2 separate regions of the Mus musculus genome follow, and region 2 is linked to region 1. A link is a contact called in public Hi-C data. All regions are on one chromosome and are shown on one strand. The core of a region is the stretch at or near the end of the contact, and the rest is flanking DNA. Distances in the headings are between cores, read along the strand shown. Region 1 overlaps Zhx2 (zinc fingers and homeoboxes 2). Region 2 overlaps Zhx2 (zinc fingers and homeoboxes 2).

Region 1 (4,752 bases), core at 1,615-4,114:
TGTTATTAATTATTATTTGGGACATCCTGAGCTACATAATGAATTCTAGGTCAACATAGGCTATAAATAAGTGTGTGTGTGTGTGTGTGTGTGTGTGTGTGGCATGCACTTGTTAGTCTGAGTGTGTATAGGTGCCCATGCTTTGGAGACCTAAAGTCAGTATTAGGAGTCTTTTCTTAATTACTTCCTTTATTATTTGAGACAAGGAATTTTTTTTAAAGATTTATTTATTTATTTATTTATTTATTATATATGTGTACACTGTAGCTGTCTTCAGACACTCCAGAAGAGGGCATCAGATTTTTGTTATGGATGGTTGTGAGCCACCATGTGGTTGCTGGGATTTGAACTCAGGACCTTTGGAAGAGCAGTCGGCGCTCTTAACTGCTGAGCCATCTCACCCGCCCAAGACAAGGAATTATTAATAGATCATCAATTTGACTAAGCTGGCTAGCCAGTGCTCTGCCCCACCCATTACTGGGCCGTAGCGTGTTCCTCCACCCTTGGCCTCTTACATGGTCTGGAGATCCGAACCCAGGTGCTTGTACCCGCACTCTGCCAGTTGAGCCATCTCCCCAGCCTAAAGTCCATGGATTTTTTTTATCACATGGTTTAAATAGTAAAACATGCTGCCCAGCTAATGGGACTGGTTTAATTACGCAGCAGAATCAGAGAACTTGAGAGGTCATCAGCCCCCTGGGAAGCCAGGAAAGGCACCTCTGGTCTGGGCCTCTCTCGCTGGCAAGCTTAGACAGTGTGATTGCATCCTCGGGTGTGGGAAGCAGTCTTGTTCCTGAGAATCTAAGAGAGTTCTGTCTGCCTGCCCCCAGCACCTTTCCTCTGAAGGAGTAGCAGGTATCTGAAGCAGCATTCGAGAGCAGAGAATGCATTTGCTTCCTCCTACAGGTGGTACAGCTGGAAACAGTCTGCCCTACAGACTTTGTTCCTGAGAGCCAAAGAAGCAGGTCATCATTATATCCCTTCCATCTCAGCCCATGTCCCTTCCTCTGTCCTATATCTACGCAGCAGCCATAGCCAGAATCCTGGTGGCCCCAGCTCTTCTGCTCTGGTAATCATCCCTAAGGCATCTGGTGACCTGCCTGTAACCCTTGGCCTCTTCAGTCCCAGACAGCACAGCCAAGCCCCCAGGCTGCAGTGGCCACCCTTTCCGCAAGGTGGGCGCTTAGTGCATATTCATGGAATTTCTCAATGCTGATGGACCCACAGTGACCCTTATCTGAGATATAAGCAGTTGGAGACTTGGCACACTGGTGATTTGTCCTGGCAACAGATGAGACATCTTTGTACCCTGTGCTGTTGGTAACCCCAAAGGCAATGCTGGAGTTAATCATGAGAGTAGCGGGTGGTCATTTACAAGCCAAGTCTTTTCCCGGGAGAAGACAGAGAGGGAGGGAGGGAGGGAGGGAGAGTGGGGGAAAGGAGAGAAGGGAGGGAGGCAGGCAAGAACAGAGAGAATTTTCCTCATTTCCGATGCATGTTGGGGGCTTGCCTGGAAGACATGCAAGCAAAATCAAGCCCACATCTGGAATTACTCTGCACATGTAGACAGGTGCACACACTGCTAGGACATTGCTTGGACTCTCTGCACAACCTTGGCATCCGCAGACACACATGCAACCTGGTGGTCTGCTTTGTGGAGTTCCCATTTGTAGACGCCTCACTCTGTCCGTCCCGACTTTTGGCAAATGGAAAAAGCTATACATTTGTATAGCATTTGGAGGCTTGTTTAATAGCAAATCTGTAAAGCACCCCAAATCCTAGGTTATCAGTCAGGGGCTCATTATTGCTAATTATCTATTCATTTTGGATATATGTAATAAAAGTCTCAGGACCTATTGGGCAAATTATCATTTTTAATAGGATAGTTACTTAAGTCAACATATTCCTGCACCTCTCCCATGATGACTCCTTTTGTAAAGACGAGATGAATTTTATAGGTTGAGATTGACAGCTTTTCTAATGAGCAATATTTTGATATGGAGTTTATTTTATTAAATTGGGGGGGGGGGAGTCTGGGGAACATGATGGGTGTTTTTATTTCAGAAAGTAAATTCAGGATCTTAAGAGACACAAATATTTACTGTATCCTCTCACCGTCCCCAAAATGCGTTGTTTGAAGTAGGATTGTAGCTAATGGCCCACCCTCTCTCTGTTTGGATATGCTGTCGTGGAACTTTCTACTATGGAGCACACAGCCCGAGAGAAGTTCATGAACAGGCAGGGCTTGGGAGAGCGGAAGCCAACTCCTCCATCCTGCTGCTGTCTTTGAGCTAGTCATTCACCCCTCCGTGGCCTAAGTTTCCCCCACCTGCCTTCTGGGCTCTGAATCCTGTTTCTCAGTGGGCTACCCATCGGGCTGGCTCTGCCCAGTTCAAACTGACAGGCATCTGCAGGTGGGACTAGCCTATCAGAAGTCCATTGGCTCCCAAGTTCTTGGGAGTAACCAGTTGACTTAAGCCTTTCTGGAATTCTTGTAAGAGAACTTGACTTGCCACCTAAACTGTTCCTGTGGAGCCGAATCTGTCCTGACGGTTCCTTGGAAAGCCTGCACAGTGCTGAGCAAGCCAACTGCCTTGCATGCCTTCTGCAGGTCCAAGCCAGTGCGTTCCAGAGCACTGTCTGTAACCGATTTAAGGAGAAGGTGCTAGAAAGGGAAAAAGAAAGGGTGGCAGGGGGTGGAGAGGAAAGAAAAGGCTGGCAAGTTCTCAGTCCCAGAGCCTGGATGGAAAAGTGAGTGGGTCACTGTAAGGGGAGGGCGCATGCGTACTGAGGAGCTGGCCACAGGGCCCTCCCTCCTCCCCTTCTGGAATGCAATGTGTATTTACTGCCCCGTGGATCCCAGTTTCTCTCAGGAAGTCATTTTTTCCAGGGCTAGAGGAGAGTAGCAGGCTATCTCTCTGGAGAACTCCGCCACTCCTGGAGTCAGAACTCTTGGGGATCAAGGGGTGGTAACTACAGGGGAGCTGAGTCAGAAGATGATATTGAGGATATATAAATGACCCCCACCCTCTTGACCCCACTCCTGCTGCGAGACTGGGAAGGAAGTGAAGATAGAAAACTAAAAACAGCGTAGTAACTCCAACCTTCTCTCTTTCCAGCCCCAGACAGTCCCAAAAGACTATGGCCAGCACAAGTGTAGCCCCTCTCTTAGGCGGGCAGGTGGGGCATCATCTTTTTGCTGAGGGTTCCCACTTGAGAGACAGGGATTTTCCCCTTCCTTCACAGGTTTTTGCTGGAGCTTTCTCTACTGTGACATCCAAGTCTCAGCTCTCCCCCAAACAGGATGCTCTCTAACTGGTCCCTAAGTCATGTTCATCTATCCTATAACCCATACCCAAGCCCAGGACTGCTTGGCTTGGATGGGTCTTTGTTCTGGAGTTGTCCTAGGCCTCGGCTGTGAGCTGGTGTTTAGGAGCGGTGCCCTAGCCTCTTCACTTTCCCCCAGAAACTCCAGATTGTGTCTAGCCCCCTGGAAGTGTGAAAACGTCCCACTAAGACCCCGGGTCCAAATTACTCCCCTTTCTGTCTTCCCATCCCTCTCCACTCTCTGTAATGGTCCTTATTTTTCCCTTGGCCCAATAGTTCTCTACCTGGCAGCACACTGCACTCACCTAAGAAGTTTCTAGAAACCCCTTTCATACCTGACCATACCTTAATCATTAAACCTGACTCTCTTGGGTGTGGAAACTCTTCGAAAAGTGTCCCAAATCAGTCTGGAGGCCTTCCTGTAGGCTCTCTGATCCCCCCTGGATAGTAAGCCACCCCAGAGAAGGACGCGTAGTGGGCTTTGGTTGCCACTGCATTGTCAGCAATTAGAACAATGCTTGCATCCCTGTAGGGACTCGAGACTAAGACTGAGCAGTGAAGGAATGTTCCAGAAACTCCATCATCACTCATGGGTGGGTTCTCTGGAGGGAGTCTTTCATTTTTGTTACTCATCCAACAAACATCAAGTCTTTGCTGCTGTGCCAGGAGCAGGAGCAAAGCCTAGAGTGGGAAGACATGGAGAGTGTGACCCTAGGAGCCTCCCGTGTCTAGGTGCCAGGTGCAGATGGCAGTTAGAATGCAAAGCAAGCTGGTTGCCCCCAACAGGCACCAGACACCCTGCACCCCTGTGGAAGGTGTTCCGCTCATATTTTCACACTTGCTAATCCACACAGTTCTTCACAGTAGGTGCTGCTGCCATTTCCCAGGGGAGAAAACTAGGCTCCAGGGAGTTACCTAATGCCCCCCAGAGTCACCTGATGCAAAGCCAGGTCTGCCTCTTGAAAATCATTCACTCTTTGCATCACTTCGTGCCATGTGCAGAGGTGAGACTGGATGGGAGGCTTGTGGGTCCCCATGAGCAAGGCAGATGCTACAAAGAGAAACCCTACCCCAACCAAGAAAGTTACCCCAAGCTCTTCTGTGCTCTGATACCATGATTGTCTGGATTCAGGCTTCTTAGGAGCAGACCCCAAGGCAAAGACTGTCCTAAAACAGTTCTTTGATAAGGGGAGGACCACTGGTGGCCAGCACGGAGAAAGTCCAATAAGAGAAGGTAGTCCAGACAAGCAAGTCACTGTGCCGGACAGCTAGAACTAAATCCTGTTGTAAAACTGGGCACCACAGAAGACCACACTTCTCAGGGTTGTCTCACAAAATATTATGATCCTTCCTTAATTATAGTGTTCCATTGGCCTTTATACCTCTGTTTTCCCATCTGTGGAAATGGACACAAACAGGCTTTAT
Region 2 (4,752 bases), core at 1,682-4,181, 110 kb after region 1:
TTTTATTTGGATTTTCTAAACAGGGTTTCTCTGTAGTCATGGTTATCCTGGAACTCACTCTGTAGACCAGGCTGGCCTCCAACTCAGAGATCCATCTGCCTCTGCCTCTTGCGTGCTAGGATTAAGGGCGTGCACCACCACTGCCGGGTGAGAAATTTTAATCAGAGTGTTGGGAAGAGCAAAATTAAAGGAGTCTAGTGACTACAGGTTCATCTTCTAAGAATTGATACGAGCTATGGGTTTAAAAGAGGGAGAACTGGGGCAAAAGGTGTGTAGTTAAGAAGACCTGGTTCAAAGTATGATCCCGTGCATCACTGTCTGATAAGTGATATAATAACAAATTCATCTGTCAATCACTGTTATAGTCAGGATCCCTTCAGGATAAGCTACGCCGCCTCTCTATCAGAGATCTCACCTTAGGGTGGCCCACCCTGTAGGATTTGCCATTACTGGAATCCACAGTGACTGCAGCTTTAAGACAATGACTCTTTGTGCCTTAAACCTTAAAGGAGGCTGGCACAACTTAGATAGGGACACATGTCTTAATGATGAGCATGCCTGGGCCAAGTCAAGTGAGAGTCTGAATCAACGTAAAATAGACAGACACGGAATGAAGGCAGAGGCGTCCAGCGTCCATCCGGCTTAGTTACCTTTGGAGCCTGAGAAAGGAGTCAGTATTTCTCAGCAAAATCAGCTTCCCAGAGTCTGACGCAAGTACAGCCATCAGAGGGATGTGGTCGCTCTCTGCCCTGCTTTTCCCATGGTGGCTCCTTGCTGCCACTCCAGAGGGACATGCACCCACTGTTGACAGAGTGCTCCATCCAGAAAACACCAGTGTCCCAGTGACAGGGAGATCAGGCTCTTGTGCTCACCAGGGGGCACTGGCCCTTTCCTGAGTCCTATGCAGTTTGGCCCCTGAGCCCTAGTGTCTCACAAAGTTGCCCGTTATATAGGTTCTTCACTTCTGTCCTTGAGTCCTGTCCTAAGTGGAACACAAAAGCCAGTAAGTCATCTATTCCGCTCACTTCTCCTAGATGTGAGATACCCTTGTCTCCAAACACCCTCGTCCTCATTCTAAATACACAATGACAATAAAAGTAGTCACAAAGTAAATGACATTGAGATGCCAACAGTGGCCTAGCCCAGCAGTTCCCTAGAACTAATATTTGTTTGATGCAGTTCCAATCAAAATTCAAACAGGATTGTATTTTGCTGTTGATTCTGCTTTATGAGAATAATCAAAATATCCAAGAAAGGGTTGGGGGGAAGGGGCAGGGAGGAGCAAAGAGGAACCACCATGATGTTAACATGCACTCCAAATATTTAAAAAATAAATTAATAGTAAGCCCCAGAAGCTAGACCAGATGTGGACTGGGCACCTAGGAACAAGCTGTAGTAAATGTAAAATGTAGTATGTGGTGAAGGTGTTTCGTACACCCTACATAACACAGGCTGCTGAGATAACCCACAATTGCTCAAGGAAAAGTGGTTGTACTTAACTTGAGTGTGTTATACTTAACTCAAGATAAATTCAGTACTGGTGACTCAAATGTAAAACAAAAACCATTCAGTTGGCAGGAGTTGGTAGCAGGACACCTATAACGCCAGCATTTAGCAAGCTGGGGCTGGAAGCCTGCTGGGAGTTTGAGGTAGGCCTGAGCTGTACATAGCAAGTAGCCATGGCTTAATAGCAAGGCCCTATCCTACAAAACAAAAGCAAACAAACAAACAAAATTAAGCAAAAGGCTCTGAAGAAACCGTAGATTCCTTATTAGCAATTAGTCAATATGATTTAAGTGAATGGTCAGCATGTAAAAAGAGGAAGCATGGATTAACACATCATCTAAAAACAAACAAACAAGCAACAGGATTTCCAAATATTAAACCATAATGAAAGAAGCCACAAAAGGAAAAAAATGATTAATTTGTTATCTAAAACTTAAGATTTCTATATGTTAGACTTATAAAAATACCCTCATAACAGCTGAAAGGCAGACTTAAATTTTGCAGCAGGGGTGTAACTTGTACAAATTAGTCATAAAGCCACTGAGCACCATAGTAAGGGAGTGACATTAAAAAACAAGGCCGTTCACAGAGAGAGAGAAAGAGAGAGAGAGAGAGAGAGAGAGAGAGAGAGAGAGAGAGAGAGAGAATAAATGGCCAGGAAGCCTTTGAAAACAATGCAGCTTTTGCAGCAGTCAAACCCATGGGAGTAGGTGAGGGGGGTGGCTCGTCGGTGGGTAAAGCCCTTGCTGCATTCAGATCCCCAGAGCCCACATAAGGCCACACATAGTAGTACCTGTCTATGATCTCAGTACTCCCACGGTAATGTAGAAGACAGAGACAGGAGAATCCTCAGAAATTCTCCGTGAGCTAGCCTGTCACACAGACCAGTGCGCAGAAAAAAGACCTTGTCTCAAGCAAGTAGAAGCCAAGGGCTAACTTCCTGAGTTTGTCCTCTGATTACTGTACACATGCAATAGCAGTTACACACCTACACACACACACACACACACAGGTGGGGGGTTGTTTTGTGTTTTTAAAGTATAGGGGCTAGCAAGATGGCTCAGCAATTAAGAGCACGAGGGGCTATCCTACAGGAGCAGAGTTTGGTTCTCAGCACCCACATTAGGTGGCTCACAACTGCCTGCAGCTCCAGGAGATCCGACGGCCTCTTCTGACTCCTGCAGGGATCCACACACAAGCACGCACATAGGAGTAAAATAAACCTTTTTGTTGTTGTTGTTGTTGTTGTTCTAAATCACAGATTCGTCTTGAAACAATTTTCCGTATCTCATTGTCAAGGCCCTTTGGTGGTAGTGCTTCATGGAAGCTGAGCTGGGGAGTCAGAGCCTCTCAGGCATGGCCAGAGGAAAAGGCCATCTGAGGCAAAAATGCAGTCACGTGAGTCAGGAGAACTGTTTCCAGGCCTGTGTCCAAAGGCAGTTTATGACAGCCCAAACTGAGCCAACCATGAGAGCACAGGCCCGAGATCCCAGCACTCAGGAGACTACAGCAAGAGAAGCCAGACTTCACGGCCATCCTAGGCTGTGCTGGGGAGGGCAAGGCCACCCTGGACTCACAAACATACAAAACAGTGTCACGTCCCTATAGTGCAATACTATGCTGCCCCTTTAAGTGAAAATGGGGTACGATTTGAGAGAAAGAAGGAAAGGACTGAGCTTGGATTTGTGGTTTATATTATCCTTTACACAGGCCCTACATTTTCTATACTTGTGTTTTTATGATATGAAGCAACGTGTCTGCATCTATTTTCATTTTTACTGGGTTTTGTTTGGGTTTTTGTTTGTTTGTTTGTTTTTTGTTTTTTTTTTTTTGTTTTTTTTTTGTTTTTTGTTTTTTTTTTTTTTTTTTGATGGTTGTGTTTTGGGACCGAATCTCACTATTTAACTCAGGCTAGCCTTGAAATGACACCCACGATCTTAGTGCCTCAGCCATCTGAGTATGTGCCTCACAGGCAGGTGTCTCCACACCAGGCTCTCTTACAGCGTTGTAATGCCATGGAAACCCATCTGCAGGCCCCAGTTAGGTGTCTTGCCTCTGATGTTGCACAGATAAAAAAGCAACTTGCAACACCTTGCTTATTCTGCACAGCCCACTCTGCACTTCTGAAGAGCCTAGGCTCTTTATTCTCTCCCGTAACTTTGTGTCTCTGAGCATGGAGACCCCAAGCTTGTTTGCTTGCCTGGTTCCACTTTCTTCCCAGAGAAAAGAAGAGAACATTGCCTTTCAAGTTTCTAACCCACTGCCAGCCTGCCATGGGGGTTTACATGTGTGCTTGATTTAGTGCCAGTTGGGGTGGGTCATGGGAACAAAAAGCTGGTTTCTTTTGCATAGCGAAGAGTCGCTGAGTCTGGCTCTGTTCTTGTCCCACAGATAGGAAGCTGCCTGGTTCGCTCAGAGATTGCTACAGTTACAATTGTCTGTGCTGAAATCCTTCTGAAACACTCACCCGGAAGACGTCAGCAACCAAGGGAAGCCAAAGGCATTTGAGAGGGAGTAGAGCCAAAAGCTGAGAATCTCACTGTCCTGCACCCACCCACCCACTCCAGAAAGAAGCTGTTGCTCAGAGGCAGACGGCATGGCAAGCAAACGGAAATCTACAACTCCCTGCATGGTTCGGACATCACAGGTACTGGAACAAGATATGCTGGAGGAGGCAGACAGGGCCAAAGACAAAGGAGCGGGCATGCCACAGTCCGATGTGACAAAGGACAGCTGGGCAGCGGAACCTGAACATTCGTCCAAAGAAACCGAAGTGGTTGAGGTGAAATCTATGGGGGAGAACCTGTCCAAAAAACTACAGGGCGGTTATGAGTGCAAATACTGCCCTTATTCCACGCAAAATCTGAATGAGTTCACAGAACACGTGGACATGCAACATCCTAACGTGATTCTCAACCCCCTCTACGTATGTGCCGAATGTAACTTCACAACCAAAAAGTACGACTCCTTGTCTGACCACAACTCCAAGTTCCATCCGGGGGAGACCAACTTCAAGCTGAAATTAATCAAGCGCAATAATCAGACGGTTCTAGAACAGTCCATCGAAGCCACCAACCACGTCGTGCCCATCACTGCCAGTGGTCCTGGAAGTAGTGATAACGACCCTGGGGTCTCGGTAGGAAAAACCCCCATGACAAAGACAGGAAAGCTGAAGGCAGATGCCAAGAAAGTGCCCAAGAAGCCTGATGAGGCTGCCCCAGAAAACCACATGGAAGGGACCGCCCG

The links. A called contact is a pair of places that touch in the nucleus more often than the background predicts.
Region 2: a contact with region 1 is called in a Hi-C map of muscle stem cells, with 1.7 times the contacts expected there. A contact is called at or near these places in 18 of 484 Hi-C or Micro-C datasets (B cells, CD4 T cells, CD8 T cells and 12 more), 7 of 130 datasets of targeted methods (the NIH/3T3 cell line, double positive thymocytes, embryonic basal ganglia and 4 more) and 1 of 9 other capture datasets (embryonic stem cells).

Annotation. Positions count from the first base shown.
Region 1 is chr15:57,709,732-57,714,483 of GRCm38.p6, forward strand. The region is part of intron 1 of Zhx2 (zinc fingers and homeoboxes 2); the gene reads left to right. Among named protein-coding and RNA genes, the nearest start is that of Zhx2, 17 kb to the left of the region's middle.
Region 2 is chr15:57,817,135-57,821,886 of GRCm38.p6, forward strand. Zhx2 (zinc fingers and homeoboxes 2) reads left to right here. Exons shown (of 4, transcript NM_199449.2): 3 at 3,898-4,752. The coding sequence starts at 4,103. Among named protein-coding and RNA genes, the nearest start is that of Derl1, 73 kb to the right of the region's middle.